Linked DNA regions of Gossypium hirsutum: region 1 is linked to region 2. Evidence: chromatin contacts called from public Hi-C data. All regions are on one chromosome and are shown on one strand. The core of a region is the stretch at or near the end of the contact, and the rest is flanking DNA. Distances in the headings are between cores, read along the strand shown. Region 1 holds the start of LOC107913328 (UTP--glucose-1-phosphate uridylyltransferase). Region 2 holds the start of LOC107913323.

Evidence for each region. A called contact is a pair of places that touch in the nucleus more often than the background predicts.
Region 1: a contact with region 2 is called in a Hi-C map of leaf, with 1.9 times the contacts expected there. The contact joins the promoter of LOC107913328 here to the promoter of LOC107913323 in region 2. A contact is called at or near these places in 2 of 34 Hi-C or Micro-C datasets (both in leaf).

What each region holds. Positions count from the first base shown.
Region 1 is chrD11:49,065,391-49,069,273 of Gossypium_hirsutum_v2.1, reverse strand. LOC107913328 (UTP--glucose-1-phosphate uridylyltransferase) reads left to right here and starts at 1,768. Exons shown (of 19, transcript XM_016841881.2): 1 at 1,768-2,625; 2 at 3,412-3,503; 3 at 3,629-3,722. The coding sequence starts at 1,985.
Region 2 is chrD11:48,921,111-48,924,593 of Gossypium_hirsutum_v2.1, reverse strand. LOC107913323 reads left to right here and starts at 1,309. Exons shown (of 3, transcript XM_016841872.2): 1 at 1,309-1,643; 2 at 2,977-3,483. The coding sequence starts at 3,025.

The DNA of each region.
Region 1 (3,883 bases), core at 519-3,018, 140 kb before region 2:
AAAAGTTATTTTTATACAATAATAGTATTTTAATTTAAGGATATATGCATATTTAAAAATATTTGTTATTTTACTAATTTCGTTTAAATAATTTAAAATTTTTGTTAATAATAGATAATTTCCTATATGTTGACCTACTAAATAGTTAATTAATTTACATAGTATTTATTATTAATTATTTATACTAAATTTAACTAATTTACATATTATTTATTATTAATTATTTATACTTGGTCAATGATCAATCGATGATAACAGTGAGTATATATTTAATGTTAGAGAGAGAATACCTCAACAAATATTGAATGTTAGAGTAATTTGGTAAAATTGCTTGGCATGTTTATTTTTCTTGTTAATTTATTAGAGATCGTATTGTCAAATACTTTTGGACTATCGTATCATATATGATTGTTTGGTTTTAGGATTTTTTATTTGTTTAAATATTTTTTTCTTAAATATTATTGATAACTTCTGTAATAATTAATATTTTTTAGAATTTAAAATTACTTAGTTGTGTAATTATCATTTAAATTATCAAATATGACATATAAAATTACGATATAATTACATTCTATTAGTCAAACATATCTAGAGAATTAGAATTCCTTATAATTACAAGAGAATGTAATTACTACCTTAGTAATTATATTACTATCCAATCACTTTGTGATGCCTAAACTTACCCTTAAATTTTCTTTGTAAAAATTTAGGTTTTCCGTTTTTGCTTGAAAAAAAAACACTAAAATTAATTATAAATAAGGAATAGATAATAAAATTAAAAAAAAAGAAGATAAAATCGTTTTCCCTTAAAATCCAAGTTTTCCCTTATAAATATTCGATAATTCTTGTAACAAGCTAGGTTTTCCCCTTTTACCGAAAAAAATAAAATTTAATCTTAAAAATTGAAAAAAAACTTAAAGGAAATTAAAAAGGTAAAATGAGGGACCAAAATGAAAAATTATTAAAGTTGAGAGACTAAAATAAGTGTACAATAACAGTGTCATTAGCCACATTAATGATGAGATACTAAAATGAAAAAAAAAATCTAACAACAGTGACCAAAACTTAAAAAAAAAACTTATCTAACGATGGTGCTATATTTGAATTTAATTTATTTTTTATTATCAAAATGAAAACATGGATGATTGGCTCTGTAATTTATTTTATTGCTTGTATGTAAAAATAACAATTTTCTTTTGGGAATCTATATTAATAGTTACCTAATTATTAGTATTTTTTTTGTCACCAGTTCGTTAACGGTGACAACTTTTAAAATTGACATAATAACAACTTAAACCCTCAATATTTATACATTGTGCCAAATTAGTCTCGATTTTAAAAAAATCTAGCCCTCAACATTTACACATTGTGTAATTTAATTTTTTTTTTTGCAATTTTGCTTTTCTTTTTAACCATTTTCACCTAAAAAGCTAAAAAGACAAACTTCTCAACTAAATTTGATTGAAAATATAAAAGAAAATTTGAAACACCAAAAAATATGATATAATGATTTTTTCTTTTCTCATTTTTTTATGAATAAACCCTTAATGTTATAAAGAAAAACAAAATTGTTAAAAAAATAAATTAAATGTTAATGGTTGAATTTTTTAGAATCTAAAATTAAATTCGCATAATTTATAAATATTAAAAATTAAAATTATTATTATGCTAATTTTGAAATCTGTAATAATGATAAAAAAAATAAAATTGAATAGCGGAAATATTAACCTTTCTTTTTAGTTTTAAAGGGTTGATTCAACTGGACCCGAACCGATCCAAATATCCCGCTACCTAAACTCAAATAGCAAATTGTTCGTATATAAGCTTTCCTTAAATCTGGAAATCCCCTCTTAAACCCTAAATCCCAAAATCTCTGAACTCAAAATGCTTCACCAAAGTTAAAGCTTTTGGGGTAGATTCAATTCACCCATCAAACCTTAGTTTCCCCTGCCAATTTTATTTTCCTTAGAGAAATAAGAAAAAAATGACAATCCATTCGGTTGTAATCCAAAAACTCTTAACAACAAATGCTCACATCGGCCGACAAGTAACAACCCACCACTTCAAACAGTTCACCTACGGCTTCCGAAATAGACAATCCATTATCGATTCCGACAAGACCCTAATCTGTCTCCGCAATGCTCTCAACTTCCTTTCCTGCCTCTCTCGTGATCCTTCTTCCTCTTTCCTCTTCATCAACACTAACCCTCTGTTCCAACCCATAATCGACGAGATGACCTCCAGAGTCACCAGCTTAAGCCCTGAAAGGGCTAGTAGCCTTTGGAAGATGCGTGGCTTTTTGACCAACAGTTGTAGTCCTAAGAAGTTTCGGTCTAGGCACAAGAAATTGGTTTTCGCGCCAACTAAAATGCCGGATTGTGTTGTGATTTTCGACACTGAGAGGAAAAGTTCCGTCTTTTTGGAAGCGGAAAGGTTGGGGATCCCGATTGTTGCCTTGGTTGATTCCGGTATCCCGTGGGAGTATTATAAGAAGGTTACTTATCCAATACCGGCCAATGATTCTGTTCAGTTCGTTTACTTGATATGTAACATGATAACTAAATGTCTTATGTTGGAGAAGAAAAAAGACGGAGCAAAGGGGACTGGGAAGAAGGCTACAATCAAGTATGTTTTTATTATATTTTTAAAGTTTCTTTTTCTGGGTTTGAGATTTGAATGTTTTGATAGGATGGATTCTTTCTTTTCTTTTTTTTTTCTAATTTTGGGGGTTAGGGTGGGTTTTTATATCTGAACTGTGGTTGCTGTGACCGAAATTGTATATAAAAATCGTAGGTTATAAGGTGTGCATTGGATGCTGATTTTATTGATTTAACTAGAGAGGAAATAAGAGACCGGCTAAGTTTGTTGGCAGTAATTGTTGTAAGATTGGATGTGCTTGATGGATGATTTAAGAGTGATTTTGAGTTGTGGACATGAGTTTCTCGATATCTAGATGACAGAATCTTGAGTTATTACTAAGTGGTTCCTTGCTTAAGTAGCTTGATTGAGGATCTTAGTATAGAGAGAATATCCTTTTCCCAGTTCTTATCGGTTTACTTCTGATAATTGTGCAGAATGATAGGTTTAGACATGAGTTTCTCGATATCTAGATGACAGAATCTTGAGTTATTACTAAGTGGTTCCTTGCTTAAGTAGCTTGATTGAGGATCTTAGTATAGAGAGAATATCCTTTTCCCAGTTCTTATCGGTTTACTTCTGATAATTGTGCAGAATGATAGGTTTATTTCTTATTTTGTAGTCTCTGTCTGGAATTCTTGCTCTGAAGTTTGTCTATTTTATACGAGTTGAGTTTTCATGGTTTGCTGTTGCATTGTTTCTTCTGTTCTTTGTTTTTGTATTGGAACTATTTCCAATTGTCTGGTTTACTTGAAATTCAATATTTGATTAAAGGGACCAAGTAGAGAGCACAAGTGAGAGCAAAGGCAGTGCAAGTGATGAAGTGCTTGTTGTTCCTTATGATAACTTAGCACCTATGTCTTGTGGTAATATTTTCTCATTATTCTTTTACGTGTGAATTTATTGTATTCCAAATATAGCATCAAGAAAAATATAACAGTACATTAGAGTTCAGCTTGTATAATTTGTTTGGATTCTTTCTGTCTTGAAGCAGATATTGCTGACTCTAAGCAGCTTTTGGATAAGCTTGTTGTGGTGAAGTATAATGGAGCTTTGGGAAAGAATATGGGTTTCAATGGTCCCAAGTAAGCAATTATCTAACTTCTGGAAGTTTGATACTTATTTTTTTTCCAAGAAAAGAGAAGCATTTCTTGATGATTCCATAGTTATATATTAAAGACTTGCCTCTACATAAATGAATATAGTTTCTGTGATATACATATGTTTTTTGGTTTCATGAAGATGG
Region 2 (3,483 bases), core at 60-2,559:
AATAAATTAAATTACACAAAACAGTTTAAGAATTTTTATTACGTATGAAATAGGTTTATTTAGTAAAGAAACACAAGGAGTCTTGAATAAACTTTATTTTATATTAATTTATGTCGGTTGATTTGAATTATTATTTTGTAAGCAGAATTTTTTAATTTAATTTTTTTAAAGGGAATTTAATACTATACAAATAGTAATATAAAGTATACTTTCAATATTAAGTGAACAATAGAAATAAAAGAACATATAAATGAACAATAATCAATTCGTATTGTTAAGCTGGGTTGCACATCAAGAAAAATTTTTGTCGCTACGCCATCGGTGAATCGATAAGTAATGATTTAGTCCATTACAAAAATTAAAAAAAAAAGTCAAAATATATCATTAATCATAACTCTTATTCTCCTTATTTAATTAAAAAATTACAATTTAATTATTAAATTATTTGAAATTTTTATTTAAGTCATTAAATTATTTATAAATTCTTATTTAAATGATTTGATAGTTATTTTTTTTAAGTTTGGCTAATAAGCTCTAAGAGACCATTCGACAATCAATACGGTAAATCAGTATTCATCGACGAGTAGAAGAAAATACATAGATCCAAGTCAACCTGACTATTAGTGTCGGAGATCGAAAAAAAAAATTATTTAAACTTTAATTCACAGATTCGTAATGTCTAAAGTAGTTTAATGAAAAAAATTAAATTGATGCACATAGTGCGAACAAAGAAAGCCATATAACAATAATTTTAATAGTCGAATGACTTAAATGAAAATTTTTAAATAATTTAATGACCAAAACAAAAATCTATTCATAATTTAATAACTAATGGTGTAATTTAATTAAATAAGAAATTCTTTTTTTATCTTAAAATATTTTGAAATTGAGTTAGAAAATTTGGAAATTGTACGTCTTCTTTTTGTAAATATAATATAGGGATAGTTTTTGGAAAATAAATTAAAAAATTAAAATATAAAAGTATACAAAGAAAAATTGAGAAGCATATGTGTCCGAAAACGATACCTTCTTTGCTTAGCAAATCGACCAAACCCTTGCGTTGGTTACAGCTGTATTCACGTCCTCTCTCTCCTCCAATTATTTTATTTTATTTTATTTTTTCAGTACAATCTCAATATTTTTGTATTTAGTATTGTATTTTATTAAAATAATTTTCTCTTCTATTCCGCCATTGATTTAGTACTTGTAGGAAAAAGACAAATTCTTTACTTTCTGCCTCCATTTCGTGACAATTATGCAAAAATAATATTTTAATTACTATAATATTTACATACTCACATTCGAGAAAAAAAATGAACCCAAGAAAGAGGGGCTTATAAAGGAATAAAACTAAAGAAAAATTAAAAGGAGAAAGAGTATTTCCTCGTGATCTGTGAAAAACAGACCCTTACGTGAAAACCCAGATTGCCTTAAAGCCCTTTAAAAGCCTTTTTCTTCGATCTTCTTCTTTTTCGTCGTTGAACAACACTGATTAAAAGTTTACATTCCTTAAAAAAAAAATTTTGGAGTAGAAAGAACATAAAGAGAGAGGATTTTGGGGGGAAATAATGTTTTGATATGTTTTCTTTTATGGGAAATTTGTTTCCTTCAGCTTTTTTATGAAGAAAAAGCTTCATTCAAAGGTGGGTTCTTTTTATTTTTATTTTCTTTTGTTCTTCTACTTAACTTCAATATGAATTCTGGTTTTTGAGGGTGATTATGTGTGTGGGGTTGTTCAAGTGAATTTGACTTTTGTAAGTTGATTGGCTGCAGACTTTTAGCTGGTTTTGTAGTTTAGTTTTTTTTTTTTTCGGGGGGGGGGGTTATGATTGCAAGTAACCAACATATGTTTGTTAAAATTCAATATAGGTATTCCATTTATTGGTGGTTTTTCCATTGGAGTTCAAGTTACAAGGCTTTTGTTTTGGTTGGTTGATGGAAAAGTATGTTAAAAGATCAGAAATTTGAATTCTAAGCAACAAGTTTGTTGTTTTCTGTTGGGATCTTATTGAACTCTGTAGTCTTTCACATGGAAGCTTAATTATGGTAACTTTTTTGGTTTAGCTAAGGTCAGTTGGGTATTTTAAGAGAAACTTGAAGGAACCAGATTGTATAGCTAAGTACTTGATGAATATTTAGGGAAGATGTTGATGGCTTCTTTTAATTTATGTAATCATTTTCATGATGAATGAAAAGTTTGTTAGGAAAACTGATGATAGATGGTTGGCATCTTTTCTGTTAGTTAGGAAAATCTATCATAGATGGCTGATAGCTTTTCTTGACTGTTTCTAGGCATATATATAATTTTTCTTGACTGGTCTTAGTTACAGAAACCTCTGGAATTCAGTTCTTTTGGTGATTACGCGTTCAACCTTTGCATCTATGTTCTATGTGGCTTGGATGAAAGAAGCACCGTTTACAATGCAAAGATTTTAGATCAATTTTAAGTTGACGGATCACCTTGTTTCCTGTTTCTTAGTCTTCTATGAGCTTGTTTGTTCTATTTCAATCATCTTTGAAGACTGTAAAGTTTTTAACTTAGAGGAGAACAATCTGAAAATTAACAGAAGCATAAACTCTTTAGGCGACTTGCTTAGCTTGGAAGCAACAGCTGATATGGTTTAGCTTAATCCCTTATAGACATTTACATTCATTTGTAGACCCTGGAGGTTATTTTTTGCATAGATTTTCAATTTGTTGAGACAAACAAGAGAACTGATCAACTGAGGTTTATGATAAGATCTTCATATCGTACTACTACTGATCATGGCCTCGAATACATCTGGCGATAAACTGATCTGTTCATTTATCGCTGCTGAAAAAATGTAGTAAATATTATTTACCTTTCTAGTGTGAAAATAACCTTAATTGAATGTTATATGTAAATGAAAATTATCTTATTTCAAGCTATCAACATGTGAAGATCTTAATTTGTTTTTTGTGATCTAATTATATTATTGACTGCTGAAATGACAGGGTTGAGTTGCCATAATCAAAAGCTGTTTATACAATGGGGAAATATTTATGACAAAAATGGATCCTCAGGCTTTCATCAGGTTGTCAATAGGCTCTTTGGGTCTGAGGATTCCTGGATCAGCCCTGAAATCTTCGAAAACTGGAATCCGTGCATTCTCTTCACCATGTTCATGTGAGATACGACTCCGAGGTTTCCCTGTGCAAACAACATCTATTCCCTTAGTGTCCTCGCCCGAAGCCACACCTGATATTCACAGCATTGCCTCCAGCTTTTATCTAGAAGACTCTGATGTGAAGGCTTTGCTGACTCCTGGCTGTTTCTATAACCCCCATGCTTATCTGGAGATCGCTGTCTTCACAGGGTGGAAGGGTTCACATTGTGGTGTTGGAGTCAAGAGACAGCAGATTGGGACATTCAAGTTGGAGGTGGGTCCTGAATGGGGTCAAGGGAAGCCGGTGATTCTTTTCAATGGATGGATTGGCATCGGCAAAAACAAGCATGAGGGC